Regions from separate parts of the Oryctolagus cuniculus genome. Here region 1 is linked to region 2. Evidence: chromatin contacts called from public Hi-C data. All regions are on one chromosome and are shown on one strand. Each heading gives the region's core, a stretch centred on a gene start, on an enhancer-like site or on the middle of the called end of the contact. The rest is flanking DNA. Distances are from core to core; before and after follow the strand shown. Region 1 overlaps RIIAD1 (regulatory subunit of type II PKA R-subunit domain containing 1). Region 2 holds the start of C2CD4D (C2 calcium dependent domain containing 4D).

Region 1 (5,271 bases), core at 2,502-5,001, 89 kb before region 2:
TTCCCAGTTAGCAGGGAGCTGGATAGGAAGTGGAGCAGCTGGGACTTGAACTGGCGCCCATATGGGATGCTGGCGTTGCAGGCAGGGGCTTAACCTGCTGCACCACGGTGAGAGTGGTTTTCAGTTCTGCAGGGCTCTGCTCATGACTCACACGGAACCCAGAGACGCGCTCAGCTTTGCTTCAGGATGTGAACTTCCCACGGGGGTTTTCTGGATCCTAATGGTTTGTGACCATTCAGCTACAGCTGTCCAGCCTGTACTCATAAACAATGCACAGAGCTCCTACTACCTTGAATTTTGGACCTGAAGAATGGGAAAAGTCACAATCCATTTTAGGCACCTAGAAACGTTTCGGGGTGCAGATGTGGTAGCTGGGTGTGAGCCTGTGGAAAGACTGGATTAGATGTTTCCGCAGGTTCCCAGGCGCACGAACCTTCCCCAGACCCAGCACCGATCACATGAGTCCTTGGCCAGAGTCTTCGGTGGCTGCACAGCCACCGCCTCTCTTGGTTTGTTTTTAGCATCTCTTGAGACATAATGTACAGAAAAGTGACATATCCCAAGCTGGGTGGACTTCCACGCCTGACTTGTGGGTGGTCCCTTCCGGTGGGGCCCCCCAAAACCAACCCTAGGTCTCCTGACTTCTCCACTGCAGGCTCGTCTTGCCTTTTAACGTAACTGGCAGTCTACAGTATGCACTCGTTTGTGCTTGGCTTCTGTTCAGTATCCGGAAGACCTCACTCCTGTACAGTGTCCCACTGTGTGACTGCAGCACATTCACATACGCATTCCTGCTGTCTTTGGAGTTGAGGACAAGCGTCTGCCCTGGCATTCAAGGCCCTGCCTAACACAGCTTCCTTTGCTCCCTGTTCCTTCCTGCACACGCCCTTGACTCCTGCCAGGCTGCACTTGGATCATCCCACTGACCATTCCTTGCGCGCTCTCATGGATGCTGTGGGTACAAGGGTGGCTGCAAGCCCGTTCTAACCCTCAAGCAAGGCGCAGTTTGTAGAGCCTGTGTGGCTTCCTTCCTGCGGGGCCCCTCAGCCCTTGTCTTGCCTGTGGAAGCCCCTGTGCCTCTGCGTGCCTCGCTGACGCCAGCCGTGCTCTTCTCCTTGGCTGTACCTTCTTTGAGATCAGCCTATATTTTATCTTAAAAAAAATCAATCCCTCATATGTAATGCAGTTTCTTTTTTAAAGATTTTATTTATTTGAGAGGCAGAGTTAACAGAGAGAGGGGGAAGCAGAGAAAGAGAGAGGTCTTCCATCCGATGGTTCACTTCCCAAATGGCTGCAACAGCTGGAGCTGAGCCAATCTGAAGCCAGGAGCCAGGAGCTTCTGGGTCTCCCATGTGGATGCAAGGACCCAAGCACTTGGGCCATCCTCTACTGCTTTTCCAAGGCCATAGCAGAGAGCTGGATCGGAAGCGGGGCAGCTGGGACACAAACCAGCACCCATATGGGATGCTGGTACCACAGGTGGAGGCTTAGCCCACTACCCCACAGAGCTGGCCCCATAAATTAGTTATTTATACATAACTTGTGCTTGATAATTATCAGCTTGAATCAAAGGAGAAGGGGAGCAAAACTTTTTTTTTTTAAGATGTATTTATTTATTTGAAAGAGTTACAGAGAAAAGGAGAGGCAGGAAGAGAGAGAGAGAGAGAGAGGTCTTCCATCCGCTGCTTCACTCCCCAATTGGCTGCAATGGCCGGATCTGTGCCAATTCGAAGCCAGGGGTCAGGAGCTTCTTCTAGGTCTCCCACACGGCTGCAGGGACCCAAGGACTTGGGCCATCTTCTACTGCTTTCCCAGGCCATAGCCAGGATCTGGATTGGAAATGGAGCAGCTGGGACTTGAACGGGTGCCTATATGGGATGCCTTACCTGCTATGCCACAGCGCCAGCTCCAGCAAAAGTTTTATTTTAAAAGATTTTATTTGAGAGGCAAAGTTACAGAGAAAGAGAGAGAGACAGGTCTTCCATTTGCTGGTTCACTCCCCAGATGGTTGCAATGGCTAGAGCTGAGCTGATCCGAAGCCAAGAACCAGGAGCTTCTTCTGGGTCTCCTATGTGGGTGCAGGGGCCCAAGGACTTGGACCATCTTCTACTGCTTTCCCAGGCCATAGCAGAGAGCTGGATCAGAAATGGAGCAGCTGGGATATGAACCGGCGCCCATATGGGATGCTGGTGCCGCAGGTAGAAGCTTAGCCCACTATGCCACAGTGCTGGACCCAAGCAAAATTCTTAAAGGCTGGGGGTAGGGGCTTCCTGGAGGGTCAGCCTTGGCCAAGAGCACAAGAAAGTGGGGCCGTTGGGGTGGGGCAGCCCATAGCCAAGGGACAGAGAGCAGAGACCGCCGCCTTTGCAGGCCCGAGTTCTGGGCCCGCTCTCTGTTTACTGTCTTTATGAACTTGGGCAAATGATTAACCTTCGAAGGTTAGGTTTCTTCATTTGTGAAATGGGGACATTACCTGGACAGCGTTTATGAACATAGTTTATGAACCATAAAGTTCTATGCGGTATAAGAGCATAGTTCGGTTCCCAGGGCTTTGGGACTGCAGGTGTTACCAAGGTGTCTGTCCTCTGTGCCCTTGGAAGCCATCTTTTCTGTCGGCCCAGCCGCCCTCGCGTGGGAATTCCTGCCTGCGCCTCCTCAGGACACCACAGGGTTGTGCGGTCTGTCCCGCTGCGTGTGAGCACCGTGCCCAGGCACGTGCCTCTTCATCTGTGCTTCCCACCCTGGACGTGGTTCTGTGAAAACGCTGCCCCCAGCCTGTTAGTAATGAGGCCAGTGTCCTAGCTTGGTTGCCACTTAGGGCATTTTGCGCCTTGCCTGACATCCCAAGTTGGAGGAACATGGCTGTTGAAAGGGGCTGGGCCATCAGACGTGGGCTGTGTGTTGGCTCCCAAGGTGGCTGTGTCTCGGGCTGATCAGCCACAGGCCTTAACGCCCACTCTCCCTCCTGCCCTGTCCCTGAATGTGTTCCAGGGAAATGTTTTTGAAGAGACCAGACAACATCAGAGAATTTGCGGCAGGTGAGTAAGGCGGCGGCAGTGCCGGGTGGCAGAGAGCCGGCAGTAATATTGGGAATTCAGCCTGAGTGCTGCTTCCCCAGAGGCATCCCCTGGCTCCTCGGGATGAGACAGGACCTGGGTGGAGCTCCCTCCCGGTGAGGGCGAGGAGTTCAGTGTCTGAGGGAGCGCGCTGGCCGCTCCTCGGGATGAGACAGGACCTGGGTGGAGCTCCCTCCCGGTGAGGGCGAGGAGTTCAGTGTCTGAGGGAGCGCGCTGGCCGTCCTCGTCCCGCACACCTCGAAGTGCGTTCTATGCCCTGGTTGTGCACTAGCGGCACCTGGGAGCTTTTTAAAAATGCTGGTGTTCAGGCTCCACCCCCAGAGGTTTCTATTTAATTAGCCTGGGGTGGGACCCAGCATCCACAGTTTTAAAGGCTCCCCAGCTGATTCTAATGGACTCTGGCTGCCCGAGATGGCTTAAGGTCAATGGTATTTAGCAGGAACGGCTGGGCTGGCAGACGTCTCGGGGCCCGCTGTGTCCCCACAGCGCATCCGACTGCATCTCGGTACACGTGTGCTGCCACAGCAGATGCTGCCTCTGATGCACATCCCGCTGGGTGCACAAAGCCCCTCCTGCCAGCATCCTGCGGGAGCCTGGCCCCCTCAGAGAGCGTGTACGCAGAGAAGGCGTGATCGCTCGGAGACGGGAGCTGGCAGGCTGAGGAGACGAGAATAATACTTGGCATTTACTTGGGCCCCAAGAAGGTCTGGAAGCAGAAAGCCCAGAGAATCCCTGAGCTGTGTGACGGCTCCCCATGCGTCAAGCAAGCAGACCGGCCAGCGCTCAGGGTGCAGGGTGCAGCGGGCGGGCAGTGGGCGCCAGCCGGTTGAGCTCTTCTGGAAGGCTCAGAACTACTCAGCTGGGCCAGTGACCACAGGGATTTGCCATGACTGCTCATGTTCTGTCGTCGGGGGCCACCGGCGACCTTGCTGCTAGGACCAAGCCAGCAGCACTTCTAGCAGAGTAGGCTGCCTTCCTCCCAGTCCCCTCCCCTGAGTGAAGATGATTTCTTCTCTTTGATTTCCATCCCAGATTATTTCACGGATCCAAGACTTCCCAACAAGATTCACAGGCAGCTAATTAAAGACAAGAAAGCAGCTTAATTAGCAGAATCGCGATGCTCAGCTGCTGGGCGAGGCCAGCCAGGACCCAGCCTCTGGGTGGGTGTTAACCTCGCTTACAGCCAGAGGCTGCTTTATCCGTCGTCGGCGTAGGAAAGCAAGCGAGTGGCGCAAGTGCGACGTGCGATTTAGTTTTCTTGACTCTATTTTGGGGGATTGGGAGCTGGAGCGAGGCCCAGGGTTGGTCTCGCAGGAATCCTGATGCAGCGATGTGGTGACGAGAGTGGGAACGGGAGCGGTTCAGGGGTAGAGGGGACCAGGATGGGAAAGGGCCCTTTCTCTGTTGGCCCCGTGGGGGGGGGGGGGCAATTTCCCCAGTGGCCTCTTGGATTGGGTGCCATCCTACACCCCTCACCATCAACCCAGCCTGGGCCAGGATTTTCGGGCGGGATGACCCCTGGAAGCATTTTGAAGGCTGGGGTGGTTTGTTTATTCTTTCTTTCCTGCGTTCACTTACCCGTGTGAGCGTGAGGGAAAGGCCACACGGGTTCAGTGGAGCCATTTCTGTTTTACAGGGTCTTCGGGGAGCATGAGAGCCTGTTGCCATCCGCGTGGGTTTCCAAGCTGCCTTGGGCTCTGTCTGCTGTCTGGGAGGCTGTTAAAGATCCTCCTTAAAACCGCCCTTCCTGCGCTCTGTTTTATTCACTGGAAGGAGGAGGACATCGGGCGGGTGTGGGCGGGCTCTCGCCTCACTCTGGCTCCTTAGATGTTTTGTTGGCCGCCAAGGGCCTCCTGCTGTTCCCACACTGGCCCCTCACTCCCGGGGCCAGCAGGGTGCAAAGAACCAGGGTGGGGCTCGGAGAGGAACAGGAGCCAGGGGACCACTCCCTTTGCCTTCTCCAGGGCTACTGCAGGGTGTGAGGTGCTGACTCACTGTCTTCCTTCCTTCCTTCCTTCCTTCCTTCCTTCCTTCCTTCCTTCCTTCCTTCCTTCCTTCCTTCCTTCCTTCCTTCCTTTCTTTCTTTCTTTTTTAAGATTTATTTATTTATTTGAAAGGCAGAGTTACAGAGAGCAGGGGGTTGGGGGGGGGGAGAAAGAGGTTAGTCTTCATCCGCTGGTTCACTCCCCAAATG
Region 2 (5,775 bases), core at 3,096-5,595:
GAGCGGAGCTGATGCAGAACACTCGCATCCCCAGATGGGTGGGGTGGGGAGGAAGTGCTGGGGGCGGGGCTGGTACGATAGGGTCTGGCCTCCAGGACCACATCTCCTTCAGCATTCTCAACTGTCCACCACTTCCCTGCCCTAAGCATGGATGGCTTAGGTTCCTTCTCTCCAGGGCAGGAAGGCTCCCGGGTTATCCTTTTGGGAAGTCCCCCTCTTGCCTAACCTCTGTCCCTCTCGCTGCAGTCACAGCCTCCTCTCTGGAGGAATCGGCCCTTTCAGCAGGGCAGTGGTGAGTTCCTCCTCCAATACACTTGCACTCCTGTGCAAGCAGGCGCTGATAGGGATCGGAGTCATCCCCCACCCCTCCACGTGCCCAGTCCCCTTATCAGGCAGCGGAATCTCAAAGCAGGGGGGCAAACAGCCTGGAGGGGGTGGGAGGAGGCGGTGGTGGCTTGGACCTGGGGAGCAGTTACCAACTTCTCTTTCCCTTCCTCCCCACCCCTAAACCACAGAAACCACTTAAAGCTCAGCACAAGCCTGCCCTTCCAGGGGGGGCGTGGGGGGCAGAGGGGAGACTACACGGGGCCTGGCCGCCTGAGGAGCCACACCTGGCCCCAGCCCCGTCCTTAGGGTGGACATCTCATGTGCAAGCCTCACCCTGGGTCCTAGGGGGCTCCCTGCCTGGGGAGACCCAGGAGTCCCTGGAGTGACTCAGGGAGGGGGCTGTGCTGCCATCGTTAACAAAAAAAAAAAAAAAAAAAAAAAAAAAAAAAAAGAGGACAACCCCAGCCCTGCAGATGGCCTGGCCTCCAACCCCCCTTCCTGTGTCAAAGGCCACCATGGGTGGAGGGGACTGTGGGAGTTTGACCCTGGCTCCTGGCCTTCAACTTTCCCTGTGAGCCTGCTTGCACTTGTCATCTATCAATTAACATTTATGGCCACAAGGGCTTGGAGGTCATCAGGAGGGTCAGAAAGCGGCCAGAAAGACTTTGTAAGCCTTTGCCAGCCGTGGGCCCCCAAGCAGCTCCCGGCCCTCAGCCAGCACATCGGTAGGAAACATTCGGGCTCTCGTGTGTTCCAGCGCCTGGGGCCGGGCAGCCTGCACACAGAGGTGGGTGCTGGGACTTCTTCCCCCCAGCCCAGTCCTCCCAAGCATCTGGGGCTTTGGCCAGGGGCACCCTCTAGGAACTTAGTGGGCCCCCATTGGAAGGCCCAGAGGGCTGCGAGCACTGAGCGAAACTGTTCCCGCCAGGCCTCTGGGGGGAGGGTGCAGGCGACTGGGTGGAGACAGCAGAGCAGCCAGGGCTGATCCCCAGGTGAATTTGCTCAACCTCCCTTGTCCTAGTTCCTTCTTTGTAGGACAGGATTAACACCCACCTCGGCCAGCGCAGCTGTGATGATTAACATTGATAGCACAAGTAAAGTACAAGGCCTGGTGCAAAGTTCTGTGGCTAAAAAAAGCCGCGTGTGCCTCTCTCTCTTTCCATGCCTGGCATCTTCTTCGCTTTCTTTGATCATTCCCTTCCCTTCCCCGCTTGCTTTCTCTATAACACAGCCCATGCAACATTCTTTACAACTCACTTGCTCATTCTCTATCTTGTCTCATCCCCTGGTCTGCTTCAGCCACTCACTGCTGTGCCCAAAGCCTCGTGCTGCATGGATCCTCCCTGTGGGTTTGTTGCGGGTTCTGCCACCGAGAAGTTTCTTTCCTGCGGGCCTCTGAAGTAGAAACATAGCACAGGACTAAGGCAGAACATAGGATTATGGGTGGGCTTCCCAGAATTCACAGGCGTGAACTGCAACCTGCAGGGTGTGAAATGAATGGCGTTAGGCCACTGTCATTCTAGGATGGCCGGGCCCCCTTCAGAGTGACCCCCCGGGGCAGGGGTGGGGGGGTCAGCTGGGGATATTGTCTTGAGGTTACTGCCCTCTTAGGGCCAAAGGTCACACTGGCTAGCAATAGTATGTGCCCCTTTATGGGAGTTACTAGGAGGAATAGTGGTTTGAGGAGCAGTTGGAACAGTTCGTGGGAACAGACACAACGTGTGGCAGGTGGCCCTTAGGATTGTTTAGTCAATGCTGCCACCTGGTGGACATCTGGGGTAAGGTTCCCTGGAGCCTAGGGCCGATAGTGGCGACCTATTCAGGGGAGGAAGGCGCGTGGGGAGCCTTGTGAATGGAAGGGTGTTGTGTATGCGGTGTTAGAGGCCCACGTGCTACCGGACTGCGGTTCTGTTGGCACCCGGAAGGCTTTGCCTTAGAGCAGGCACAGCCGGCACCCCAGGACATGAGAAAGGCGCGGAGGGCGAGGAGAAAGCAGCTGGACTGGCCCAGTGCCTGCCTCCCCTCCCCCTCCCTCCCGAGCCAAGAGCTCCAGGGAAGGTGGAGGGAGAGAGAAGGTCACTGCTGACGTCAGCGACGTGCAGGTAGCAGGCAAACATAAGCTGACCTACATTTTTTCCTCCTCTACCAGCTCCTCCTCCTGGCTGGGGTGGCCTTTTCTGGCTTGGCTGAGCGCAGCTCTCACAGTCCGCAATACCCCTCCTCCCCCGGACCTCACCCACTTCCCAGCTCCCAAAGTGCTGCTCCAGCCTCGCCCCCGCCCAGGACAGCACTGGAGTGCAAGGGACAGGCAACAGGGAGGCAAGGAGGCCAAAGGGCACCGTGTGCCCGTGTGACCGCCCCTGACTCACGCCCAAGACCCAGGAATGTCTTCTCTCTTCAGGACAGGTGGGAGATGGGAGGGGACTGCGCAGGCCCCGGAGCTCCCTGGGTGTTGGCGTTACGACAGAGCTTCTGCTAGGGTGACTCAGTGACGGCCAGGCTCCGTGCGGGGGCAGCAACCTTGTGGCCCAGGGACCCCACTAGGGCCCCGACTGCTGTAGTGGCATCTCTTGGGGATGGAGCCCAGGACTGTGCAGGTTTCACTCGCTCTGCTGGATTCCCTGTGTGTTCTGATGGCTTTCAAGTGTGAGAGGCACCCACCAGGGGAGAGATCCGGCTAGCGACAAATTGGCATTTTATTAGCAAAAATAAATACACGCCGGCAGGTGGAGTGGAATGAGGGCCACGGACGCGGTGCGGATCCCTGGAGGACGCGGTGGCGATCCCTGGAGGAAGGCTCCCCGTCCCACCTCTCCTCCCCGTCTACAGGCTGAGATGGGTTGGCGCCAGTGAGGACCCTGGACCTAGCCCCCCACCCAAGGGGGGCAGCAGGACGATAAGGGGCGTCTCGCACTCCCCCAGCAGCACGTCCCTGCGGAGCCCCGCGCCCCTGTCCAGCACCTTGGCCCTCAGGGTGCGGGCGGCCAGGTCTGGCGGACCCAGCCCGTCGAAGAAGAAGTCCTCGTTGAAGATGGGGTTGACGCTGCACTTGACCACGCGGCTCCGCTGGGCCCGCGGCCGGACGCGGGGCCGCAGCCGCAGCACCACGCAGCAGCCGCCGCCGCCGCTGCCGGGGCCGGGCCGCGGCCGGGGCAGGCCCTCGGCGCTGACCAGGCGCAGGCGCAGCCGCGCGGGCCCGGCCTGGTACTCGGCGGAGAGGCGCAGCTGGCCGCCGCGCGGCTCCAGGCGCAGCACGCTCTCCTTGGTGGGCCGCAGCTGGCAGCACAGGAAGTCCAGGTGGAAGAGCGGCGGCGTGGGCGGCCCCGCGCGGCGCGGCGCGTACGGGCTGGTGTCCGCTGAGCTGGCCCCGGGGGACAGCGAGGGCTGCCGGTGCCGGCCGGGGCCGGGCCTCGGGGAGCCGAAGGGCGATGAGTCGGGCGACGAGGCCGTGTCGCTGTCTGGGGCCCGGCAGAGGCGCAGGTCCGGGGCGGACACGTGCAGCCGGGCCAGAGCCGGGGACAGCCCCGTAGCTGGCGCGGGCCCCGGCGAGTGGAACAGCGACTCGCGCCGTCGCGTGTGCGGGCTCTCGGGCAGGAAGGCCAGGCCTTCGCGGCCCGCCAGGTGCGGCAGCGAGCAGGCGGCGGGGAGGCCGCGGACGCACACGTCGCGCCCGGCATGGGGCTCGGCGCCGCCTGGGTCCGGAAGCCGAGGCGGGATGCAGAACTGCGGGATGCGATCCGGCGTGAGGACGTTGGGGCAGGCGCGCATCGCGGGCGCTGGGCTGCGGCGCTTAGGGAACAGGCTGGAGGGCGCCCAGCGGGCCCGCGGCTCTGCGGTGCCCACTCTGTAGCCCGCCTTCTCCAAGAGCCACATGCCGGGGGTGGGGCCGCAGAGGGCGCTGAGGTGGGTAACGAGCCTCCGCGGCGCCCGGAGGGTCCGAATCCGGCGAGTCGGCCGCGAGGGCGGCGCGGAGCTGCGCTGGGCAAGGAGAGGAAAGAGGCCGCCGGTGGGCGATGCTGCGGGCACACCCAGGCTTTTGTCCGCACACCCCCGCGGGCTGTGCGGCCCAGGAAAAAGAAAGGGCGGCGAAGTCCAGGGGACGGGGGTGAGGGGAGTGACGGGGACCCACGACCGGTCAGTCACTCGCGTTCACAGACGCCCCCACTGGCACCCCCAGGGCCAGAGGGGCGGGCACACCCACTAAAGCCCTCGGGCACGGCTCGTAGAGTCAAGAACCAGAGTTCTGTGGTCACCACCGCGGTTGCTGACCCCGCGGGCACACACGCTCCCCTCGAAGGGACACAGCCCCGGGCGGGCTCAGCGCCCCTCCCCCGCCCACACTGCGGACGCGGGCTCCTCTCCTGACCACTCCCTCCGCTGCCCGGCTTCTGTGGGCGGCCTCGCTCCACCTGCCACCTCTGGCTCCTCCCTCCGGCCACAAGGGGACTCAGATCTGCCCCTGGCCGGCAGAGCACACACCTGGCTGCTGACCGGAGGACACCCAGGGCCAGTTCAAGGGGACGCACCCTTCGGGGACACGGATCCCACCCCTCAAGGCCCTCTGTAGCGGTGAGCGTCCCGCCGCCCAGCCTCCTAGCTCTGCCGCATCCCGCGTCTGTAGGGCGGAGCCGGGCCGCCCCTCCCACCGTCCACTTCTTTTTTCCCCTAGGAAACCACCGGGCACAAAGGCGGCATTGATTCCCTGCCACCCCAGAGCCCGCTGCGGAAGGCTCCGCCGCGCCGTGCTCACCGCCCCCCTGCGCCGGGCCACCAGGAGTGCGACTGTTCCGTTGATCTGGCTGGGTGCTCCGGCCCACGCCCGGCCCAGTCCTGTGCCCGGAGTGCAGGCCTTACCTGTGGGCGGCTGCTGGGGCCTGGCCTCTGGCCCGGAGGCGCTCGGAGCCCTAGGGGAGCAGCTTCCTCTCCAGCTTGCTCCCCCAGCCCTGTCCTGGGAGGAGCTGGCAGGGGCCTCTGCTGCCTACGTCTGACTTCTTTTCCTGGATAAACACAGCTCTGTCTCTCCAACCATCAGTCTGGCCTTCTAGACTCTTCCTCCAGTCAGAGCCAGATTGCTAGCTGCAAGCCTGCTAGAACTGGACCTGGCCTGCTTGCGGGTTGAGGAGGGCTACTGGGAAGAGGCAGTGGCCACCATCCCTCTGAGCTGCCTGGGGGCCACCCAGCCCCGCCAGGTGAAGCCCATAGCTGTGGCCGCACTGAGCTCATCTCTTACAGAAGTCCCCGTTTTGGGCTCCTGCCCCTGTCGCCCTGCTCTGGAACCATCCCAGTAGCTCCCAGGCAGAGCGACTTGCAGTGACCAGCTCTCTGAATGATACTGGTCCAGGGAAAAAGTGGCCAGGCTCAGGATTTCTGGACATGGAGACGCCCACAGCAGAGCCAGTTCCAGCACGCTCAGGCTGGCCGGCCTGTGCTCTCCATCCCTGGCAGATC

Evidence for each region. A called contact is a pair of places that touch in the nucleus more often than the background predicts.
Region 1: a Hi-C map of an unstated tissue shows a contact between it and region 2, with 2.4 times the contacts expected there. The contact joins the enhancer-like site here to the promoter of C2CD4D in region 2. A contact is called at or near these places in 2 of 6 Hi-C or Micro-C datasets (ear pinna and an unstated tissue).

The regions. Positions count from the first base shown.
Region 1 is chr7:46,349,316-46,354,586 of mOryCun1.1, reverse strand. It overlaps RIIAD1 (regulatory subunit of type II PKA R-subunit domain containing 1), which reads left to right. Exons shown (of 5, transcript XM_002715548.5): 3 at 2,992-3,038; 4 at 4,110-4,237; 5 at 4,714-4,820. The coding sequence ends at 4,180. Among named protein-coding and RNA genes, the nearest start is that of RIIAD1, 4.9 kb to the left of the region's middle. Within about 2 kb of position 3,751, at least 2 of the 8 cell types and tissues checked have an H3K27ac peak or open chromatin away from gene starts, as enhancers often do.
Region 2 is chr7:46,260,735-46,266,509 of mOryCun1.1, reverse strand. It overlaps C2CD4D (C2 calcium dependent domain containing 4D), which reads right to left and starts at 4,345. Exons shown (of 1, transcript XM_070077709.1): 1 at 3,007-4,345. The coding sequence starts at 4,200. The coding sequence ends at 3,151.